2 separate regions of the Zea mays genome follow, and region 2 is linked to region 1. The links are chromatin contacts, called in public Hi-C maps. All regions are on one chromosome and are shown on one strand. The core of a region is the stretch at or near the end of the contact, and the rest is flanking DNA. Distances in the headings are between cores, read along the strand shown.

Region 1 (7,071 bases), core at 1,365-3,864:
AATGTTGCCATATTAATAAAAATAAGAATAAATAAAGAATGAAATATACTCTCTTAATGAAGATTTTCATGACAATTTCACAGGCTAAATAACCCATAGGAATAGATTAAATAGATGGAGATGAAACAAAATTGCTCTCAACAGTGGTTTCACGCGCTTTGCAATACATTAGAAATATGTTGGCATAGTTATATGATAATGAAACTAATTTCACATATTTTATAATAAATATAGCCATGTCATAAAAAATCCTATGTGGCATAATAATTAATGCAATAAAATGGAATCTTTCATGAAACTCTCATTGAAAATGACATTAGTGTGTGTCGTCCAATAGGACCCTATCGTGTCCCGCTTGCGGGAAAATGAGCTACTCTCCAACAGAGCTCGAATGTGGATACTAAAATGTCTCCGTGTCTACTTAAAATCCGGGTGCTCTCTGTTTTCCAAATTTTCCATATAGACCGATGATCTTTCTCTCTTTATTCCGTGTTTGCATGCACCTGCTGCTGGAGATGGACATATTCTTTTACAACGCGACTCGACTGTTAGCCGGGCTACACATGCTAGTTTTTTCCCCTACAATTACAAACAACCTTAGAGCCAGAGTTAGTGTTTGGTTTTGATGACTAAGTTTAGTCTATATCACATCTAAAGTTTGAATACTAATTACGAGTAATAAATATAGTCTGTACATAGGTGAAAACTAGGCGACGAACAAATTTATCAAGCCTAAATAAGCAATGATTATTAAATATTTACTGTAGCATTACATGAGTTAATCATATATTAATTAGGCTTAATAAACTCGTCTTCCTGTTTTGTTGAAGTGTATAAGTGTATTAACTACTTAAGCTTAAGCTTTTGAATTAAGTTGGCTAGTGCATGAAACTTAATATGATATCAGACGTCACAAGTTTGAATCTTTGTTTAAATTAGATCTTATACCTTCAGTTTAAGGTTTTGGATTTAACTTATTAGTGTTCTGTACCACTACTAGTTAGCCTCCATCTATATAATTAGATTTATATGACAATGTCATTTAGGTGAAGTGAGCCCCCAAAACGATATTGCTAGGTACCACCAGATGTGGAAGTGGAACCGACTAGAGTTAAAGAAACCGGGGCGGCGGCCACCAAGAGACAAGACGATGAGAGTGAGAGAGAGCGCAACACACAGCTCGGATGCAGTGCAGAAAAGCCTAGGATAGAATAGCACGTGTGATCTCGTGTCCCCGATGACATGAAAGAAAATGACTGCAAGCGTGCAGACGACGAGGCGGACGGGACGAGGACAGTACGTCGACGACACCACGCTTGCTAACTTGGTACTAAAGGACAAGGGCGTGCGTGGTTCTTGTTCCTTTAAAATCTTAGATCTCTAAACAGAAGGCTAAATTCATCACGCTTGAAGTGCTAGAGTTCTTAAGTTTAAAGGAGCGAATTTTAACACACACATGCAACACGCATGTATTTATGCATGCATGCATCACGAGTAACAGCTTTGTGTGTGTGTGTGGTGGTACTGACACTGTCACACGCACGTACAGGAGGACCGTGAGCGCGTACTGCAGTGCGGTCCGGGAGCTGGGGTTCAGGCTGTACGTCGCCATCTCCGAGGGCCTGGGCCTGGACGGAGCGTACATCAAGGAGGCGCTGGGCGAGCAGGAGCAGCACATGGCGGTGAACTTCTACCCGAGGTGCCCGGCGCCGGAGCTCACGTACGGGCTGCCCGCGCACACGGACCCCAACGCGCTCACCATCCTGCTCATGGACCAGCAGGTGGCCGGCCTGCAGGTGCTCAAGGACGGCCGCTGGATCGCCGTGAACCCGCGGCCCGGCGCGCTCGTCGTCAACATCGGGGACCAGCTGCAGGTGACGTGCTCTTGTCTCGCTCTCCCATTATTCCCACCCTCTCACCTCCTCTCTGCCCCTGGCCTCCACTACTGCACTGCACCTGCACAGGCGCTGAGCAACGGCAGGTACAGGAGCGTGTGGCACCGCGCCGTCGTCAACGCCGACAGGCCGAGGATGTCGGTGGCGTCGTTCCTCTGCCCCTGCAACGACGCGCGCATCGGCCCCGCCGCCAGGCTCCTCACCGACGGCACGCCCGCCGTCTACAGGGACTACACCTACGCCGAGTACTACGCCAAGTTCTGGAGCAGGAACCTGGACCAGGAGCACTGCCTCGAGCTCTTCAGGACCCCGACCTCCTAGGAGTATTTTGGATGCTTCTCTTTCATTTTAGCTTTTCGGTACTAGTTTGTTTGTTACTAGAATGGAACTTGCCGACTGCATCAGAAACTGTCTGTCTGTACCCCTCATCAGCTCCCCCTCCAAATAATCTCTCTGCCCATGTGGGCTTGTTTCAATACTTTTTGTCAGTACAGCCCATATATTACTTTTTTTTTGTCACATACGGTGTGGAAACACAAAACAGGCCGATTCCTTCCATAAATGGGCCTGCTCCTGTCCAGCCCGCCCCCCGTGATGGGCCAAATTCGCGGTGGCTGCTGAGAACAGGAACAGGCCCCGCGCCGGCGCCGCCCGTCCAGTTTCCAAACTCGCGCATCCGGTCGGCTGGCGCGTCGTGTGGACCAGAAAGGGAGCGAAATCCTACTCGTCGCACGGGGTCCGCAAGCTTTTCGTCGCCTCGATTCGCTTCCGCCCCATCCTCCTTCCCGACGCCTCACATGGCAACGGCCGTGCCCGCCGCCTGCCTCCGCGCGCCGTGCTCCTCTCCAGCGGCCGTCGCACGCCGACTTGGGGCCGGTGGCCCGTCGCTGCGCAAGCGGCATTGCGCCGTCGCGCCCGTCGCTGCCGCCTGCGGCCCCGCGCCGCCGCGGCTGCTTGACAACGGTTGGTACCCCCGCCGCCGCTTCTCCTGAGCAGGATTGCGTCTCCCTCCCTCCCTCCCCTTTGCACCTCTATGGCGTCTCGCTTTACCGACGTTGCTGTGTGCCCTGCCTGACGCAGAGGAGGCGGTCTGCTCCGTACGGCGGCGTGTGCTGGTTGCCGGTGCCGCCGCGTTCCTCTCCCGGCCTAATCCGGCGGCATGTGAGTAATTTACCTCTTCGCTTTATGCAGCGTTGCTGGCGCTTTGATGTGCACTGGCCGCTCAGTGTCAGTGGGAGACGAGCTTGCAGTGTGAATGGTTTATTTGGTCAAAACTGCGCCTCTGAGTGCGCTTCTGATCTGGTATAGTCGCAGCAGAGGCTAAGAAAGGGTTCCTGCCCGTCGTCGACAAGAAGGCTGGCTACTCTTTCCTCTACCCGTTCGGATGGGAGGTGACAACTGACAAACACTTCTTGTATTACCGTGCTCGGTTGATTGAAGAGACTGGCTGCGCGATGTATTTTATCTTGACGTGTGTGAGGCTGACCACGTTATCCTATCCAGGAAGTGGCTGTGCAAGGGCAAGACAAGGTGTACAAAGATGTGATAGAGCCTCTCGAGAGTGTGAGCGTCAACTCTATTCCAACTAGCAAGGAGGATATCCGTGATCTTGGTCCTCCGGATAAGGTTTACTATTCTCTTTTCCATAAATAAACTTGGATAGTCCATAGGTATCTAGTGGAAAAAGGTCCAATTTTGATGTTTTAACTCCTGTTTGTCAGGTTGCCGAGGCTCTGATTAAAAAGGTTTTGGCACCATCAACACAGAAGACAAAGTTAATTGAGGCGAAAGAGGTGTGCCTTCCGTCCAATTTTCCATGCTTGGCCTAACTATTCCTGTTAATATTCATGGACACCAGTGCGTGTCAAATCTTTGAGGATCGGGGAATGATGATTTGTGACATAGCATGGTTCTTTAAATAAGTTCATTCACGCATGCCGATTGGTTTACGTGGACAGAATTATAAAAGACGGAATGAGCTTAGTTGGTGCTGATTGACGAATCTCTCTGAGTCCATTTTATTTAGGTTGAGCAGTAAGCTGAACAGCTACTCTCTGAAAATAGCAAATGTACTAATGAATGGTTTCCACCTACAACATGTATTGAAATTTGTTGCCTGGTTTCCAAGTTTCAGCTGGTATGCTGAGCTAATAAAAGATTACGTAGCCAGTTACCAACTTGAAAGTACAGGCGGCAATATGACAGATAAAACATATAGATACCACCATAAATTAGCTAGTAGTTCTCCCATTTGTATATTAGAATCAGTTTTTGTTATTTGCAGAACATCATGTTCTTCAAATTGGCCATGCTATTCTGTTCTTGAAAGATATATTTTGGTACTTATGTTGCTAAAATTACAAGATGTGTTTTCTGATGCAGAATGATGTTGATGGGAGGGCTTACTACACTTTTGAGTTCACAGCTCAGGCTCCAAACTACACCAGACATGCACTTGGTGCTATTGTAATTGCAAATGGTATGATCTGCCACCCGTGATCGTCTCCGTCAGTAAGATGTGATATATTGTACTACCCTGGACCTTGTGGTAACTGGAAAAACTGTCCAAATGCCGTCACTGGTCACTGCCATCTAATGTTTTCTACTAATTGTGAGTGGGATGCTGCAGGCAAATTTTACACATTGACCACTGGAGCAAACGAGAGGAGGTGGGAAAAGATGAAGGATAGGCTGCATACTGTTGTGGATTCCTTCAAAATCGAAAATAGAATATGAGTGCCTGAATTGCTGTGTTGTTTTTCCTTCGTTGATTCGCTTTTTCTTACATAACTGCAGTGCTGAGATTTTTCAGTAGTAAATACCGGGATTGTGGATTATGCTGATCAGTTTCATTTCGAAATGTTTGTTACCAGACTTGAGCAACATTTGTTTGTACTTTATGTGTATAATAATAATATCTTGTTTGGATGTAGATATTGGAGCATAAAATTGGGAATTAGAATCAATGTTGTTAGGTACGTGCAAATGAGATTTGAAATCAGACGTCCAATTCTTTGGAATTGGACTATAACTTAAAACTCCATCTCCCAAGACAAAGCATCACCACTTGGTATTGTGTGGAATTAGACCACACAATTCTAAACTCCAAATCAGTGATATCCAAACAATAGAATTGGAATTACATCTTATTTTAATATCATGTCTGATTTAGTATTCAACCTAATTTAATTTGTTCCTCTTCAATATCGACATCCAGAGCATAAAACTTTTTTCACTCGTGGAAGGTTGGCTAAGCTATCATGTCCAAATCCCTGTTTTCGGATTTTAGAATGAAATCATCAGTGTTGAATATGACAAGCAATTTACATGTAACTCTTGCGGATATTCCGGTGCTGCCATCATCTTTCATCAGCATTGCGCAGTCTGCGGTTCGGCATCCCCCGAAAGATTTTGCACTTTTGGAAAAGGTGAGTGAATTTTCAAGTGTGAGAACCGAAATAGCTCGGGCATTAAAATTGAACTGGATATTTCTTGACGAAATGACACGGTAGAGAAGACATGCCGGAGCCGTCTTGCTGATTCTGATTGCTTGCTTCTCCTGTCCAAAATTTTTTTCTCGAACCAACGCTTGTGCTTGTGCATATGAGTATATGACTGCATGTGCACCATCAATCTTCTCAACAAGAGAAAAAATACGGAAAGGTTCCTTAAATAAAATGGTCATTTCACTGTTTTAAGGCCCCTTTTGGTTTATTTAATTATTTGGCTAAACTTTAGTGAGTCACTAAAGTACCCCGTTTGGTTTCAGTGACTAAATCTGACTAAAGAGTATTAATTATTATAAATAATGGCTATATTATCCGTATTAATTACTGGATGTCTGATGGAGAAAAAAAAGAGGGCAAGTGAGGTGAAAATCCTAATTTAGTCTCTTTTAGTCACCCTTGGCACTTTAATGACAAAAGAACTAAAGTACACCCTGTTTGTTTTTTTAAACTAAAAGTGACTAATCACCCCAAATCCAAACAAGGCCTAAATCAGTTCGTTTTCGCCTAAAAACACATGAAATTGGATTTTCAGCGTGGAACGAGAGATTTTTTTTTCTGTTTCTTGTGTTTTATCTAAAATGAATTGATTTCTATAAAATTGATGTATGATTTCTCTAAAATCCCCACGTTCTAAAGAGGGCCTAAATCTTATTGTCCTGAACTAAAGTACATTTTCCTTGTGAGAAAGCGTATGAACGAGGGGAACAACTTGCCCCTCGCCAGCGGATTAGATAGTTGTATATTCTTAAGATAGACCTTGAAAAGGCGTATGACAAAGTGAAATGGCCTTTTGTGCAACAAACATTACGGGGGAAAGATTTTTCTAGCAAATGGTGTTCTTGATAAATTCGATGATGGCTGGTGGTCATGTGGGGATAAAAGTTAACGATTAGGTGGGGGATAATTTCTCGACAAAAAAACGTTTACGTCAAAGAGACCATCATCTCCAATTCTTTTCAATATTGTAGTAAATATGCTATAGATTTTAATTAATCGAGAAAAGATGATGGTCTTATTCTCCATTTAATTGATGGCGGGCTATCCATTTTACAATATGCTCACGACACTCTGATCTTTATGGACCACAATTTGGAAAAAGCAGAAACATAAAACTTTTATGTGTTTTTGAGCAAGTTTCAGGCCTAAGGATTGACTATTACAAAAGTGAGTTATTCTGTTTTGGTCAGGCCAGAGACGTTGAGGTTCAATATATTAATTTCTTTGGGTGCAAATGTGGGGAATATCCTTTTAGATATCTTGGGATCCCTATGCATTTTAGGAAGCTTATAAATAGCGATTGTAAAATCATTTAAGATAAGTTTGAGAAGAAACTAAGTAGTTGGAAAGAAAAACTTATGTCGGTGGGTGGTCGTCTAGTGTTGATTAACTTTTGTTCTTACGAGCTTGACTATGTTTATGTTGTCTTTTTTGAAGTCTTTAGGGTAATTCTGTAGAGAATAGACTACTTTCGATCTAGGTTTTTTTGGCAAGGCGAATCCCATAAGAGGAAATATAGGCTTGCTAAATGGAACATTCTTTGCCAACCAAAGGATATCGAGGGTTTAGGGATTTAGAATATTGACTTGCAAAATAAATGTTTGCTAAGCATGTGGCTTTTCAAACTGATTAATGAGGATGGCATGTGGCAAAATCTATTGTGAAAAAGA
Region 2 (7,071 bases), core at 1,492-3,991, 510 kb before region 1:
GAGATGGCATCCATGGAGTTGCTTTCGTGAACAGATCATGCTGCTGACGGCGCCCAGCGTTGGACGTAGTCTCTCTCTCTCTCTCTCTCTCTCTCTCTCTCTCTCTCTCTCTCTCTCTCTCTCTCTCTCTCTCTCTCTCTCTCTCTCTGCGACATTCTCGTGTAACGTAATTCGACAGCAACAGCACGTAATAATGCATACAAACATTGATAGAAGAGTATAAGCATTTGCATTTCTCTCCGGTTGGTGGGAAAAAACGAGCGAACCCCAGCCAGATCACCGGCTTTGCGTTGCGTCGGAGCTATAGATGGCCAAAAAGCACGAGGCCCGTGAGCCCAGCACGAAGCCCGCTTTTTGGGCCCGGTCCGAACCTGGCACGGTAGAATAAGCGGGCGGGCTTGGACAGGAAACTAGGCACGGCGGGCTAGCCCGACACGGCCCGTTTACCTCTAAGCCCGTTAAGCCCGGTTTTTTTACACTAAAACGTGCTTACCGGCCCGTTTAGCCCGCTTTTCGGCCCGTTTTTTCGTGCTAAACGGGCCGGCCCGGCCCGTTTAGACCCGCTGCGGGCCGGGCTTGGACAGAAAATTAAGCCCGCTGGCACAGCAGGCCCGGCCCGGTTTTTGGCCGGGCTTCACCGGGCCCGGGCCGGGCCGGGCCGGGCGGCCCGTTTGGCCATCTTAGTCGGAGCATGCATGCCAGATCGCGCATCCCAGTGGCGCCCTCAGACGGCATCTGCCTGCCTGCTTAATTCTATTTCTATAGCCTGTGTACGGAGGAAGCTGATTACGTACTAACTGAATTTTGAAGGAAAGAGAAAAAAAAAGAAATAAGAAGAAGCCTTTGTTTCGGACGGCACAGACTGTCAAAGATTTTCTGAGTGCAAATATATATGGCGCGAGATTGTTGATCTTGCTTGCTGTTCCTGGTCAGGTTCCAGCTTCTTTTCTTTATCCTTTTGTAAACGAGTACGGCTCGTCCTTCTTCTGATTATATATGGGAGATGGAGACACACTTTGGACGCTAGTTTACTGTCTAAACCTGCACCTGCTTCTCAACCTCGTCCGGACAGATCCCGTGCGTGGTGTGGCTCTGTTCAACGCAGGCCTGAGGGGTGTCGAGCCGGCCGGCCGCCCAATAGGTCGAAATGTGTGTTTATAATTACATATATATATATATATATATACATAACTATTATATATATATATATATATATATATATATATATATATATATATATATATATATATATATATATATATATATGGGACAAAATGGTCTATATATAAACTTTCGTCCGGGGTCACTGAAATCTCAAGCATGGCCCTGGTTCAACGCGAATTTTTTGTTGAGCCGACCAAACGAATTCAATTTACGGTCGGAGAGCGCCAAGCACAACGTGCTAAACGAGTGCTAGGTCAGCAGTATAAAGAGCCGAGGATTTCTTCTGGAATAATGACGCTTTCAGTCGCTGCCGCAATCTGTTTACTATTCCTTCCCTCCCCGGCACCCCCACCAGGCCACCACCACCGGTACGTGAGGCAGAAAAGGCCGACTCCGTTTCGTTTCTACGGATTAATGTTTAAACTTTGGATTTTAAACTGTACATCACGAGCCATTCACGCGGCAGTTCAAATACACGGACGCTGTAATCTTTGTGCGAGGTGTGGTATAGAGATGGCACAGGGCGATGCCATGACCGCCATCACGTCGGACAGACGATGAGCAGACAAAGAGCTCGGTGACGAGACGGCACAGGGCGACGGACGGCTCGGAGGACTTCACGTGACAAGGTCGTGTGCTATGCGTCTTGTTGTCCGGCGGCCTGAAAAAGTGTGCGGGAACGGCAGTGTCAGTTTGGAGTCTTGGGAGAGGATGGAGCGGACTGATCATCGGTGGAGGGGCCATGGACGTACGCTGCACTTTTTGCAGTAGAGGATGGCGTCGCGGACGGCGGTGTCGGCATTGCCGTGGCACCAGTCGAGGCTGGACGCGGACGCGCGCGCCGGGCTGGCCGGCGCCACGCGGGGCCGCCGCCTCGGCGCCGGGAGACGCCGCAGGGCCCTCACCTTGCGGTACAGCGGCAGGAGGAACCGGAGGTACTGCAGCGGCATCTTCCACCACGACGAGCGCCTCCCGGCGGCGGCGGCCCTCCCGCCGCAGCACGGGCTCGGGGACGGGGAGGCCGGCGCGCTGCGGGCCGAGCAGAACAGCGGGTCGCCGGGGACGAGGCGGCCGTCGCGGATGACCCGGCGGCTCGCGCTGACCAGCGCCGGGGACGGGGGGTCACTGCCCCCGCCCACGCCACCGGGAATAATAAGCCCGAACTCGAAGTCGCTCTCCGGCGGCGGCGCGGCCGTGGCCGTCCACCGCATGGAGAAGAGCGCGGCGGGGTCCATGTCGATGAACGACGACCTGGAGCTGCCGAAGGAATGGCCGAGGTCGGCGTCGGCGACGAGGTGCTCGAGTGACGGCGCCCGCGCGCCGCGCTTCGCCAGCCACCCGCGGGAGAAGCTGTCGCCGAGGCGCTGCTGCGTCGGACCGACCTCCATGAGGGCCTGGGCCTGGGCCTGGCCGGCGTGCGTGCGCGCGCGCGCGCGGACGGGGGACGGGAGACGGCGCGGTGGCAGTGGCAGCGCTGAGGAGGGGCGTGCACGGCATGGGCAAAGCGAAGATATAGGCGCGCGCCGCAATGTCCGTCTCTGTGGGCTTGTGGTTGTGGCATCGGGCGCAATGTCCATGTTGCCCCTTGTCCTCGTGCCGCGCTTCTATTTTCTTTTACCCAGCAATTTTGTTCTATTTCTATTTTCCCTCCCTCCCTCCCGTTTATTACGCTTGTTATCGCTGTCATGGCAACAGATTCATTGAGTCTTTCTTGTCCCGTGAAGGAAAAAAAAAGGTCTCGTCTCGGGTTTCGATGTTCAGGTCGCTGGGCGCGGACGGATTATCGACAGATACAAACAAACATACGTACGTACAAAAGGCACGATGGTTTGTATTCAATACTATTCAGGCTCAGGTGTTATCCGGTCAACTTCACCTCTTTGGAGGATAGCAAGGATGGATTTTGGCCCTAATCTCCACAGATTCATGTTTCATTCTCTATCTTATTCTATATTTTAAACTTCTCTAACCGAACAGTAATAATATCATCTATAGTTCCACGTCTCTTATTTTACACACTCTGTCTAAGAACCGTCTCATTTTTAGACTCAATCACGGGGGCGGAATTTTTTTCGTTATTCGACGGTTATGAACTAAACCGTTATAGCTCCACATACAGTTTTAGAGCATCTCCAAGAGTCTTTCTAAAGTTTACTCTCTAAGTAATCACTTCCTATATCCAACAACTTTTCTATCTTATTTACACACTAAAGAGTTATTCGCGTTTTCTATCTTTGGCTAGCGAGAACCCCAGAATATAAGAGCATATTCTTCTAATCTATATAAATATTTTTTATTTTAAAAATACCCTCCAACATGTTATCTAAATATAGTCAAATTCTATTCCGGGTTTCTCGCTAGCCAAATATAGAAAACATAAATGGCTCGTGCAAACAAGATATATGGCATATTTGTTTTAGCTTATATATTATATAATCTAGATTATATATTCTTGGTTATAATCTGCAAAAAATATAATCTATGTGTAGCTGTTTGAATGACCAAATTATATAAATGAAGATTATTGATTTTTGAGACACAAAGACAATAATACCCCGCGTGCGTGTGATTTAGGGAAAGAAGAAAAAATGACAGAGGTTGTAATTTTATGAACATAACCATGAGTACAGGGTCTTTTGTCAAAAATGATTTCAAATAAGCTACTCTTAAGGAGATTATAAGATTATCACAATATGAGTTTTAGATTGTATAATCTGGACCTATATCTAGGTGTTTGTTACCTACTAGATTATTTACACTATATTATATAATCTGTACATATTATAATCCAAAACAACTACAACCATTGAAAGGCCGTTGGAGATTGAAAGGATATAGAAAATATTTTTTATGCAAATGATTCTCTAAATGATACTTTAGAGAGTGAAATTTAGAAATACTCTAGGAGATACTCTAAGATATCTATATTTTGATAATTATTTAAATAAGTTGTTGAAGAGTTTTTTTTTTGAAAAGAACCCTATTTTTAATAATTAGAAAAAAAATATAAAGAGTCTCTTGGAATTGCTAGGCTTTTCCCAATCATTGTCATTGTAATTTGTAACAAACAGTTATAGCTAATGCTACGGTTCTAAATAGGCTGTGAAAAGGGAAACTCGGAGAAAGAGGAAGAACCACATATGTTTTTTCTTATCATGTCACGTCGTTGTCCAATCTCGGATTGGGGCCATAGCATTCGGGCATCGGCTTGGATCGTTCAGATCATGGAGCCACGGGACGTGTGTGGCAGGCTTGGGGCTTGGGCTATGCATGATTAGCGGTGGCAAAGGTGACAGAGAGAATACGGTTCAAGGATCAAGAGCACTGAACACGCATGGTCCACGACTTTCACAAAAGCTAGAGAAACCCTGGAACAAAGTAGAGGAGACTGTCTGTGTAGCGTGTAGCAACGACGACACCCGGACATAGCAGTTCGCCGTCCCAGGCTCATGTTCCGGTTCCACTCGTGCAGTTGTTCTGTCTCTCGGCTTGCATTTAAAAGATACTGAAAATAACTGCAGGGTTAAGTTAAAGTTAACCTGCTAGGCTAGGCACTAGATGCTTCTTCATGTTTGGCGGCACAAATTAAACTCTTGACAGCACTGTCACTGATCAAGGAACGGGGTTTAGCAGTAATTTTAAATGCATATGGGAAAGGAGGGGGACTGGCAGTGAGAGGTAGGAGTAGGAGAGCTGCTGCCATCCAATAAACAGAATGAGATTAGGGATGTAATAACGACCACTATAATTAATGCTCACAAAAGAAAGACATCAGCAGATGGGAGGAGAAAAGGGAAAATAAAGCAGACGAAAGGTATTCAAAATGTCCAAAACAAAAAGACATAAAAGTATACGAGACGTAGCCCGATCATGTACGTTACCGGCCTCTTGAAGCTGTTGACTTTTCATGGCTGGGAGAGCAGAATTGCCATCGCCATGCAGCTGATTTTATTCCGCCTGGGGCACGGAATTGGCAGCTCTCTCCCAGCTGTGAAAAAGGGAAAGCGAACAATTCCATGGGCCGCGGAGAAAAAGAACCTCAGCTGTGACGCGCCAGTGAAAAAGGAACCGCTCAAAAATTTCCGGGTGTCTATTTTCTCTTTATGCAGATGGTCGGGCATAGTGATCACAAATAGGAAAATAAAGACAGGGGAGAAATAAAAGCTTTATTCTCCATATATTATTAAGAACAAAGAGATTTCCGCATAAATATTTCTATCTAAGCACATTCTGTTGCAAAAAAAAGGCATCTACGAACGCAGCCAAAGTGTACAATGATTCAACACATCTTGTGTTCCAGCTTCCAGCATGATAGAGCCTTTTTTTTTGTATAACTAAAACAGCATGAATGAATGCCCAGAAAATTGAGAGGCTCACAACACAGTATTATATAGTGACGCAAAAGAAAAACAAAGTACGAAGAGAACTTTCCCAGTATCGGGGGCAGTGGGGCACAGGTGGTAAAAAGAAGTGGAGCAAGGAGGCCAGCAAATGTGCCCTACACCGGATTTTACCACAGATCTTGTTCCCAGCACTTGACAGCAGCTGCACATAAGTAAGAGCCGACCATACCTTTGAATATGGCGCATCCCGGTAATCCTTTTGTGGAACACTGGGCGCCCCACCAGGTTATATCTTTACTCAAAGCACTCGGCATCATAATACCGACAAGTGTATATGGCCCCAAGAATGCCCATACATTGAACTGATGCCGGCATCCCTTTTTATCGAAAGGCTAAAATCATCACAGACATATTATCACCACCATTAACAAACTGATTCATACTAAGGCAAAAGGAAAAGGAGTACTTTAGTATAGTGGCTGAGCTGTTCAGTCAGGAACTGGGTTGTTGTGGCAAAATTTGGGTTACAAAGCCTGGAAATCAAATGGCAGTACACTAGGAAATCAAATTAAAGTCGCTTACCTTTCACTCAGTAAAGGCCCCGCACAAACCAGAGGGACAAGTCAAAAGCCAGAACATAAATCAACAGAATACTGGCTCTAGCTGGTAACCAGAAGGTAACTGAAAGGTACTGACCGTCTGATGGATTTCGAGTAAAATATTACATGTTTGAGAATGGTAAGACACAGTTTTCCTGCTCCATTTCCAGCTATTTTCAAAAGACACAGGCTTCAAGTTGACATTACTGATCAGCGTGTTTTGTCAACTAATGGTTGTTAACTGGTACAACTACGCTCCTATGTATCGTGCAAGTGTAGCCATGCCATAAGTGCTAATTTGAAATAAGGACCACCGGTCAAACCCTGGCTGACCTAGTAGCTTGTAAATTGCACTCAATGGCAATTGGACTATTAAAAGTTGCATGTCTAAGTATAATTGTAATCCTACACGATTATTGCAGCCAGATAACATGCATTGTTGTTGTTGTTGTTGTTGTTGTTAACTTGCTACCATACAGAGCCAGAATTTTCTGTTCATGTAATAAACTAACATTCCAATTAGGTTAACTGTGGTATGAAGATCCCTCCAAATAAACATGATACATGAGCTCGCCTCAGCTGCGATACAGAGAGCAAATTTCCATCAATGTTCTGGCAGCATATGCCACGCAATTCCCTTCCCTAACCAGGTTAACCCCTTCCACCCAAAAAAATGCATCATGTGCACCGAGATATCAATGGGTTGTGCACGACAGGCTAGCAATGTTTATTTGAGGTGATCCAATTTGTATTTAGGCTTTGCTACTACATGGATGAAGGATGAGGTATTGGCCTATTGGGGGTGGGGTGACCGGGTGAGGACAGTTGGGCTCCTCTAAGGCCGTCTCCAGCAGTTGTCCTATCGGTGTAATCAACACTATAAATCCCTTATTTTACACGATTTGCTAGGGACAGCCTATAATGCCTTTTTTTATTGCTCTCAACAACAACAGATGCTGGACTGC

What was found. A called contact is a pair of places that touch in the nucleus more often than the background predicts.
Region 2: a contact with region 1 is called in a Hi-C map of ear, with 1.6 times the contacts expected there. The contact joins the promoter of LOC103631208 here to the promoter of LOC100281199 in region 1. A contact is called at or near these places in 2 of 25 Hi-C or Micro-C datasets (bundle sheath and ear).

The regions. Positions count from the first base shown.
Region 1 is chr1:4,858,244-4,865,314 of Zm-B73-REFERENCE-NAM-5.0, reverse strand. It overlaps LOC100281199 (chloroplast oxygen-evolving complex/thylakoid lumenal 25.6kDa protein), which reads left to right and starts at 2,614. Exons shown (of 7, transcript NM_001154118.2): 1 at 2,614-2,858; 2 at 2,976-3,056; 3 at 3,204-3,286; 4 at 3,399-3,521; 5 at 3,617-3,688; 6 at 4,278-4,374; 7 at 4,525-4,827. The coding sequence starts at 2,693. The coding sequence ends at 4,631.
Region 2 is chr1:5,371,846-5,378,916 of Zm-B73-REFERENCE-NAM-5.0, reverse strand. It overlaps LOC103631208, which reads right to left and starts at 2,741. Exons shown (of 2, transcript XM_008652169.4): 1 at 1,917-2,741; 2 at 1,281-1,825. The coding sequence starts at 2,741. The coding sequence ends at 1,802.